2 separate regions of the Mus musculus genome follow, and region 2 is linked to region 1. Evidence: chromatin contacts called from public HiChIP or PLAC-seq data. All regions are on one chromosome and are shown on one strand. The core of a region is the stretch at or near the end of the contact, and the rest is flanking DNA. Distances in the headings are between cores, read along the strand shown.

Region 1 (3,583 bases), core at 656-3,155:
GATGTGTCAACAACAGCAACATTTTAAAGAGCAGCACATCAAGATAAAGGTGCTTGCCACCAGGTTTGTTACCTCAAGTTCAATGTCAAAACCCACACGGCAGAACCAATTCCAGAAAGTTCTCCTCTAACCTTCATATAAGTACCAGTGTATATGTGTACACACACATACACACACACAGGCACACACACATACATACACATACATGCATGCACACATACATGTACACATACATACACACATACATATATGCATACAGATATACACATGTACACACATACATACTCACATGCACATGCATACAAATATATACATATACACACATACACACACATGCACACACACATACACATATACACACATATACATACTCCCACACACACATACATGCACACATGCACACGCACTATAAAAATAAACTTCTAAATAGCAAAATAAGTAGGACCTGTAATCTCAGCACTGGGAGGCTGAGGCAGGAGAAAAACAGGGAGTTGGAGGCCATTCTGAGTTACATTGTGAATTCTAGGCCAGCCTGGGCTACATAGAGAAACTATGTCTAAGAGAGAGAGGGAGAGAGAAAGGAACAAAGAGAGAAAGAGAGAAAGGAAGGAAGGAAAAGGAAAAGGGAAAGGGAAAAGGGGGGAAAGGGGGAAAGGGGGAAAAAGGGAAAAAAAGAAAAAAGGAAAAAAGGGAAAGGGAGGGAGGGAAGCAGGGAGGGAGGGAGGGAGGAAAAGTAAACAAAAATGGCAATACATACATATGCTCTCTACCTTAGACCGAGGTTCCCCCTCAGCCCACCCCCCTGTATATTTAACTCATGTGTAGATTGCTGTGTGAACAGATCCTGCAGTGCACTGTTTCAAAAATTATGACAAGAACAGTCTATACCTGCCTATAGCAGATACAACTCTTTCCCTAATTTTTTTGTATGCTGTTGAAGCCCACGAATACAGAAGCCACAGATATGAATGGATGGCCACATACCCTAATTTAAATAATTTTTCACATGCAAGCAGAAACAGACTGGTTCTAAAATAACTGGTTCAACCCTCAAAAAAAGAGAATCATGGAGGCTAAAGGCACAACTCCATGGTAAAGAGAACTTACTGCTCTTGCAGAGAGTCTGGGTTCAGTTCCCAGCACCCAACTTGGTAGCTCACACTGCCTGTAACTGTAGCACTAGGGAACCTCTCTCTGGTCTCTAAGGACACTAGGTACAGATGTAGTATACTTACGGACAAGCAGGCAAAACGCCCACACAAATAATCTAAAGTAAAAAAAATTTTTTTAAAATATGTATACTCAGTATGGACACCTTCTAAACGTTTCTGAAAAGACAAACATTAAACTAATTGGCAGAATCTTTCATAGCAATTATGACTTGTAAAAAGGCAAAAACACGCGATTGATAATCACTCACGAGGGAAGAAGGACAGGACCTGAAATCTGAAATAACAAATCACTGACTACAACAACATGTGTCTCAGGAGCATCCCGGCCCTCGACTAATAAGATCACAGAGGAGCTGTGTTTCCTGCAACAGAAAAATTCACTTTTAGTGGGTAGGTGTGGCTCTAAAAAATTGCCACATAATTTAGAGATCTGCGGGAATCTTTGGTATTTTTGGAACCTGGTGGAGCCTTTGGGGGTAAAAAAAGAAAAACTCATCACAGCTCCTTTCAGTCTTGGAGGAAGCTGGCACTTCTGCAATGGAGTTGTTAAACAGCCTGGCCATGCCAAAATTCATCATAGCACTGCCCCAGGGAGGCTGCGAGCTGCCTGACCCAGGAGCTCAGAGCGCGCCTGGAACAAAAGGCTAGCAACAATTTCAAAAGGATCCCTAGGAAGCATCCGGGAAGATGCGGGAGTGTCGAGGTGGACTGCGACAAACAGTGGGAGCTGGGAAGTGCTTGCTCGCTGGCTGAGGAAGGCAGAGCGCGCTGTGGAGCTTAGGAAGGGGGTGACTGGGCCGAGCAGGTTCGCTGGCAGAAGCCGCACACGGGATTGCTAGGCAATGGTCAATTTCCACACCATCATCCCAGAGTTAACTACAGAGCAGTGAAGATGGAGTATTGTGAAGAATGCGTCTCACACAGAGAAATGACAAAGAGAGAAAGGGAACAGGGGGGCAAGAGAAAGGGGGGGGGGACCAAAAGGAGGAAGCAAAAAAAGAGAAGGAGAAAGGGAAGAAAAAGGGGGGAGGAGGGGCAAAAAGGATGAGGGAGGGGAGAGAACGGAGAGGCAAGAAGAGAAGGGGAAGCGGAGAAAAAAGGGGGAGGGAGAGGGCAAAGGGAAGGAAGAGGTGAGGGACTGGGAGAATGAAGTCAGGAAGGAGGCAAAGAAAAGAGGGAGGAGATTAAAAGATGTGCATCAGGAGCCAGCGAGGGCACCGGAAGAAAGGAAAGGAAGTTAAAGGTCAAAGGGCAAGAGAAGAATTTGAAGAAAAGGTTTAGCAAAACAAATTTCCAGAAAGGCTGGCCATTTGTGTCAAAAAAGAGTGGTACCAGTGATTGCGAGCATCCAAATTTCTAGCGGTTCATTATTTTATTAATGCCATTCGGGCTTAACACTACTACCCCAGGACTGTAAATAGCAATGATAAGGACATCCAGGTTGGCGTCAATGAAGCTGAAGGATTTTATGTAAAACACAGCCTACAAGCAGAGAGATGACAGCTTACAAACCTTTACATCACATTAAGGAAAAGCCTCGCAAGGATCCACAAACAGCAGTCTTAATATGCAACAGCATTCCCTGCCCTGATGTCCCTATAGAATGATTTGTAATTCCTCTACATGTAAAATAACAAGTCTCCACACCCAAGGAGCGTAGTAAGAAAGTTAATGTATATTTAAAGAGCATGTTACGTTATCTTTAGCCCTATCCCCCACTTGTTTTCCAAAGTGAATAAGTTTATTTAAAAGAAAGAAGAAAGAAAGAAAGAAAGAAAGAAAGAAAGAAAGAAAGAAAGAAAGAAAGAAAAGAAAAGAAAGAAAGAAAGAAGGAAAGAAAGAAAGAAAGGAAGAAAGGAGACAGACATGATTGCTCCACTTGGTTTGGATTAAGAAGAAAGATTTTTTCGGGTTTTGGTTTTGTTTTGTTTTTTTGTTTTTTTGTTTTTTGTTTTTTTTTTGTTTTTTGTTTTTTGTTTTTTGTTTTTGTTTTTTTTTTTGTAGCTATGAGGGAGAGCACTGACAAGAAACGTCAGGAAAAGTCCAGACTAAACTGGGCCCTAGAAACAGAAAGAGAGAGAGAGAGACTGAGGGGAAGGGGGAGAGAAGAGAGAATCCAAGGGCCAAGAGAACAAAAAGCCAAGAACCCCAAAAGGATCAGTAGCCAAAATGGCTATGGTTTTACAAGAGTCAGATTCTGGAGACCGGGAAGCCCAGACCAGGCCTGGGCTAAAAACTTTAGGGTAGGAGGCAGAGTATGTCAGCTGGGAAGGGCGGGGAGGGGGAGGGAGGATGCTGTGCCAGGTAAGGACTGAGGGAGACTGGCAGCCAGAGTCTGCCAAAACTGAAGCTCAATTTTGACTCACAGACTGTGTATTTAGAAACCAACAGTGCTAGTGTAAAAACAGGGT
Region 2 (3,682 bases), core at 875-3,374, 560 kb before region 1:
AAATGCTGGCCATGGTGGCAAAACCTGAAACCCTAATACTGGGGAGGCAGAGAGGCTGGAAGATCCCAGGAATTTCTGGCCAGACAGCCTCAGTGAATCAGTGAGAGACTTTTCCTCAAAAGAGAAGACAGAGAAAGAGGCTGAGCTTTGAGCTGTAGGGGTCATGCACACATACACACACAGATGTGCGTGCGCGCGCACACACACACAGATGTACACACACAGAGATGTGAACACACACATACACACACAGATGTGTGTACACACACAGATGTGTGCACACACATACAACACATACACACACAGATATGTGCATACACACACAGATGTGTGCACACACACACATAATGCCTATGTACATGTGTACACATAACCCCCCAAAGACACAAAGAAAAGGAAAACATTTGAAGAGTGTATCAGTGGATTGATAGAAAAGTTTCTATACTTCTTTTTCAGGGAGGGTCCTGAGCCTCAAACCTTGGACCCCTCAGTACACAGGAAAAGCATGCTAACACAGGCTTATATCTTTATCTCCCGTGAGTGTGTTTCAAAATGCCTACGCTGAGTTTCCTAACTTGCTGAGGATTTCTAACAAAGAGTTCCTTGGACAGAAATGGCCTGTGAGTGTGTTGAGTAGCATGGCTGTAAAATGATTTTCCTTATCTTCTTACAGCTTGCATGACAGCTGGGCAATTTCTTATGCCTTAATTCTTACAAAAGTTTGTAAACCCAGTGTTATAATAGCTTTGTGTAAACATGGATGGGTCTCTCTACAGAACCTCTAAGCTAATCATCAATAGAAACCTAAGACAGAGGACAGTTAGCAGTAATATGAATTACTCAGGCACTGCCTGAGAATTATTCTAGTGGTCTCCCTAAGGTACAGGATGGAAAGAGTTTCGGGGCTGGCTGAAGTGTAAAAGGCAGTAAAAAGATATTTAAGCTCCTTGGGTACTTTCTCTAGCTCTTCCACTGGGGGCCCTGTGTTCCATCCAATAAATGACTGTGAGCATCCACTTCTGTATTTGCCAGGCACTGGCATAGCCTCACACAAGACAGCTATGGAGCAGAAGATGGCCTCGTCGGTCATCATTGGGAAGAGAGGCCCCTATAACTTTATATGCCCCAGTACAGGAGAACGCCAGGGCCAAGAAGTGGAAGTGGGTGAGTAGGGGAGCAGGGCGGGGGAAGGGTATAGGGACAGTATTTGAAATGTAAATAAAGAAAATATCTAATTAAAAAAAAAGATTTTTAAGTTGTATTCCATGAAAAATATTATTAAAGGAATATATAGATGACTAAAACCAACTTGAATCCAAGGGCAGAAACATCAGTGAAGGCTGTGTACAGAATACACACCGCAGTGTGCACACGTACACACTTGTGTGCACTTGCGTTTGAGTCTGAGTGCAGGCACACAGTGCACCTGGTGAGCCAGCTGATTGGCGCCAAGGAAGGAAGGGCGGACAAAAAAAGGTTGAGGGAGCGTTTTCAGAAAAGGGGTCCAATTTATATCCGTTGCCATAATTGGTTTGTTTGTGCAGAGCAGGGCGGGGGTGGGGGGAGAGGGGGCAGCGGGGGAACGTGACGGAGTGAAACACTGGGGGCTTGAGATTCCCCTGCCTCATGAGTTAGAGAGAAATTGTTAGTAACCAAGATGGTCCCGCAGGGGTTCATTAAGTGACTGGCCCTCCACAATATCCTGTCATTTCCAACCTGGATACGTCAACATTAGTCAGCTTGGCTGTATGCAATTGTGTGGCTGCCAGGGCGAGTGAAGGCATGGGGCCGCCCCGCTCACTGGTTTTCTCTGCCTGTTTGTTCCTTTTCTTGGGGATACAGTTAAGTTTTCCACGGGAATTAAGATCCCATGCAATTTTTAAAAACAGGCCCCCAAAGCAAAAAAAAAAAAAAAGGTGCTTTCTTTACTGGAAACACAAATTCGCTCTGACATTCAAAAAGCACCGTGGAGTCAAACAATAGCGAATCCGAGAAAGGATTTGAACTGGGAGGGCGGGAGGTGCCCCCGGAAAAGTCAAAGGAAGCCAGGCCAATACAGCCAAACGGGAACTTCTTAAAGCGCCCTGAAAAGGGGAAGCTGGCAACGGTTGTCTCCAGACTGTGAGGCCTGTCAGCTCCCAGGAAACACAGTGGGCGGGGCTTCAAGGCCAAAGCAAGGGACATATGGACAGAGTGCCAAGACTGTCCTGGTGCTGGGGCGATTGTTGCTTTGGATCTCAGGACGGTCTTGTCTAGGCAAAGATGGAAGAAAACCACTTGTACGGAGCTGCATGTGTGTGTGTATATGTGTGTGTGTGTGTGTGTGTGTGTGTGTGTAGGCCAGAGGTTGACAATGGGTGTCTTCTTTAAACCATTTCCCACTTTATTATTATTTTTGCATGTTTTTTTGCATTATTATTTTCATCGTTTGACAGTTTTATATATGTATATGATGAATTTTTTTAGTCATTTGCATCCCGTTCTCCTCCCCTACTCCCTTCCTGTCCCACTGTCACTCCTCTGGCTAAGTCCCTTTCCTCTGCTCATGTTCTCTCTCTGTGGAGACCATGCATTAAATGAATGAGAGATTCTTGCCCGGGCACGAGTGAGGGGCTATTCATTGGAGCAAGATCAGCTTCTCTGTTTGCTACTGAAGAAAATAACTCTTTCCTCGACAACTGATACTGCCAATAGCTGCTAGGAAAGGGGTGAGGCCTTATGTGCCCCTCCCCCTCCTGTGGTGACTTAGGGACAGGTTGTGCAGGTCCCCCCAGTTTCAGTGTATTCACGAGCTATATGGTGACGTCAGGGCAGAAGACATCTTTTGCTGCAAATCTCCCTCTCCTTGGCTTTTACATCCTTTCCACGCCCTCTTCCTCAGTGTCCCCTGAGCCTTGGTGTTGAGTGCTATAGTTGTCCCCAGTGGGGCTGAGCAATCTATCGCTGATGGTCTCACTTTGACCAGGTATAGGTCTCTGTACTAGCCACCTGAGGCTGTAGTGAGGAACTCCTGTGATGACAGCTGGGCACAGCACTAATGACAAATGACCACTGTGGTTGTGGGTGCTCCTACCCGCTTATTTTTTGAGACGGGTTGCAGGGTCTCTCACAGAACCCGGAGCTTACAGAACTGGCGAGACTGGTTGGCCAGCAAGCCTAGACATCCTTCTGTCTCTGCCTCTTCACTGCCTGGACTCTAGCCTTCATCCTACCTCACGTTTACGTATGCGCTGGAGATCTACACACAGGTCTCCCTGCTCCTGCTGGCTGATCTATCTCCCCCACCTTTGGGCAGAGTTCTAAAAATAAAGTCTCTTAGTGAATCCCACAAACTCAGATCTTAAAACAAACCAACCAAACCAAACCAACCAACCGACCAACCAACCAACCAACCAACCAACCAACCAAAAGAACAAAATAAGGGGGAGAGGTAAGTGCCGTGCCTCAGTGGGAACTCCTCGGTTGCATATGTCATGGGTAAATAGGAATCCAGCTAAAGCGCTCTGAAGGACGTCCTTAAATGGGCATACTCACTGGCCCTTCATTGGAAACTGGATAAAGCCAGCCTCCAGCCTATGGGTGGAAGACTCCCCTTCAAGTGCAAACGGGAGCTGTCTCTACCTTCGACCTGGAAGCTTCTAATGGCTCTCTGGAACTAACAGTCCATCACCGTGGTCCTGAT

Evidence for each region. HiChIP or PLAC-seq counts read pairs in DNA pulled down with a chosen protein or histone mark.
Region 2: an H3K4me3 HiChIP or PLAC-seq map of embryonic midbrain shows a contact between it and region 1, with 4 times the contacts expected there. The contact joins two enhancer-like sites. A contact is called at or near these places in 1 of 484 Hi-C or Micro-C datasets (palatal mesenchyme), 5 of 115 datasets of contacts at active chromatin or transcription factors (craniofacial prominence, differentiating embryonic stem cells, embryonic midbrain and 1 more) and 1 of 9 other capture datasets (embryonic stem cells).

Annotation. Positions count from the first base shown.
Region 1 is chr8:107,823,088-107,826,670 of GRCm38.p6, reverse strand. All of the region lies in intron 2 of Gm39242 (a long non-coding RNA gene), which reads left to right. Gm42040 (a long non-coding RNA gene) reads right to left here. Exons shown (of 3, transcript XR_879157.1): 3 at 3,381-3,583. Among named protein-coding and RNA genes, the nearest start is that of Gm39242, 9.5 kb to the left of the region's middle. Within about 2 kb of position 1,905, at least 43 of the 459 cell types and tissues checked have an H3K27ac peak or open chromatin away from gene starts, as enhancers often do.
Region 2 is chr8:108,385,798-108,389,479 of GRCm38.p6, reverse strand. The region is part of intron 1 of Gm51549 (a long non-coding RNA gene); the gene reads left to right. It also overlaps a transcript of Zfhx3 not described here. Among named protein-coding and RNA genes, the nearest start is that of Gm51549, 6.3 kb to the left of the region's middle. Within about 2 kb of position 2,124, at least 57 of the 459 cell types and tissues checked have an H3K27ac peak or open chromatin away from gene starts, as enhancers often do.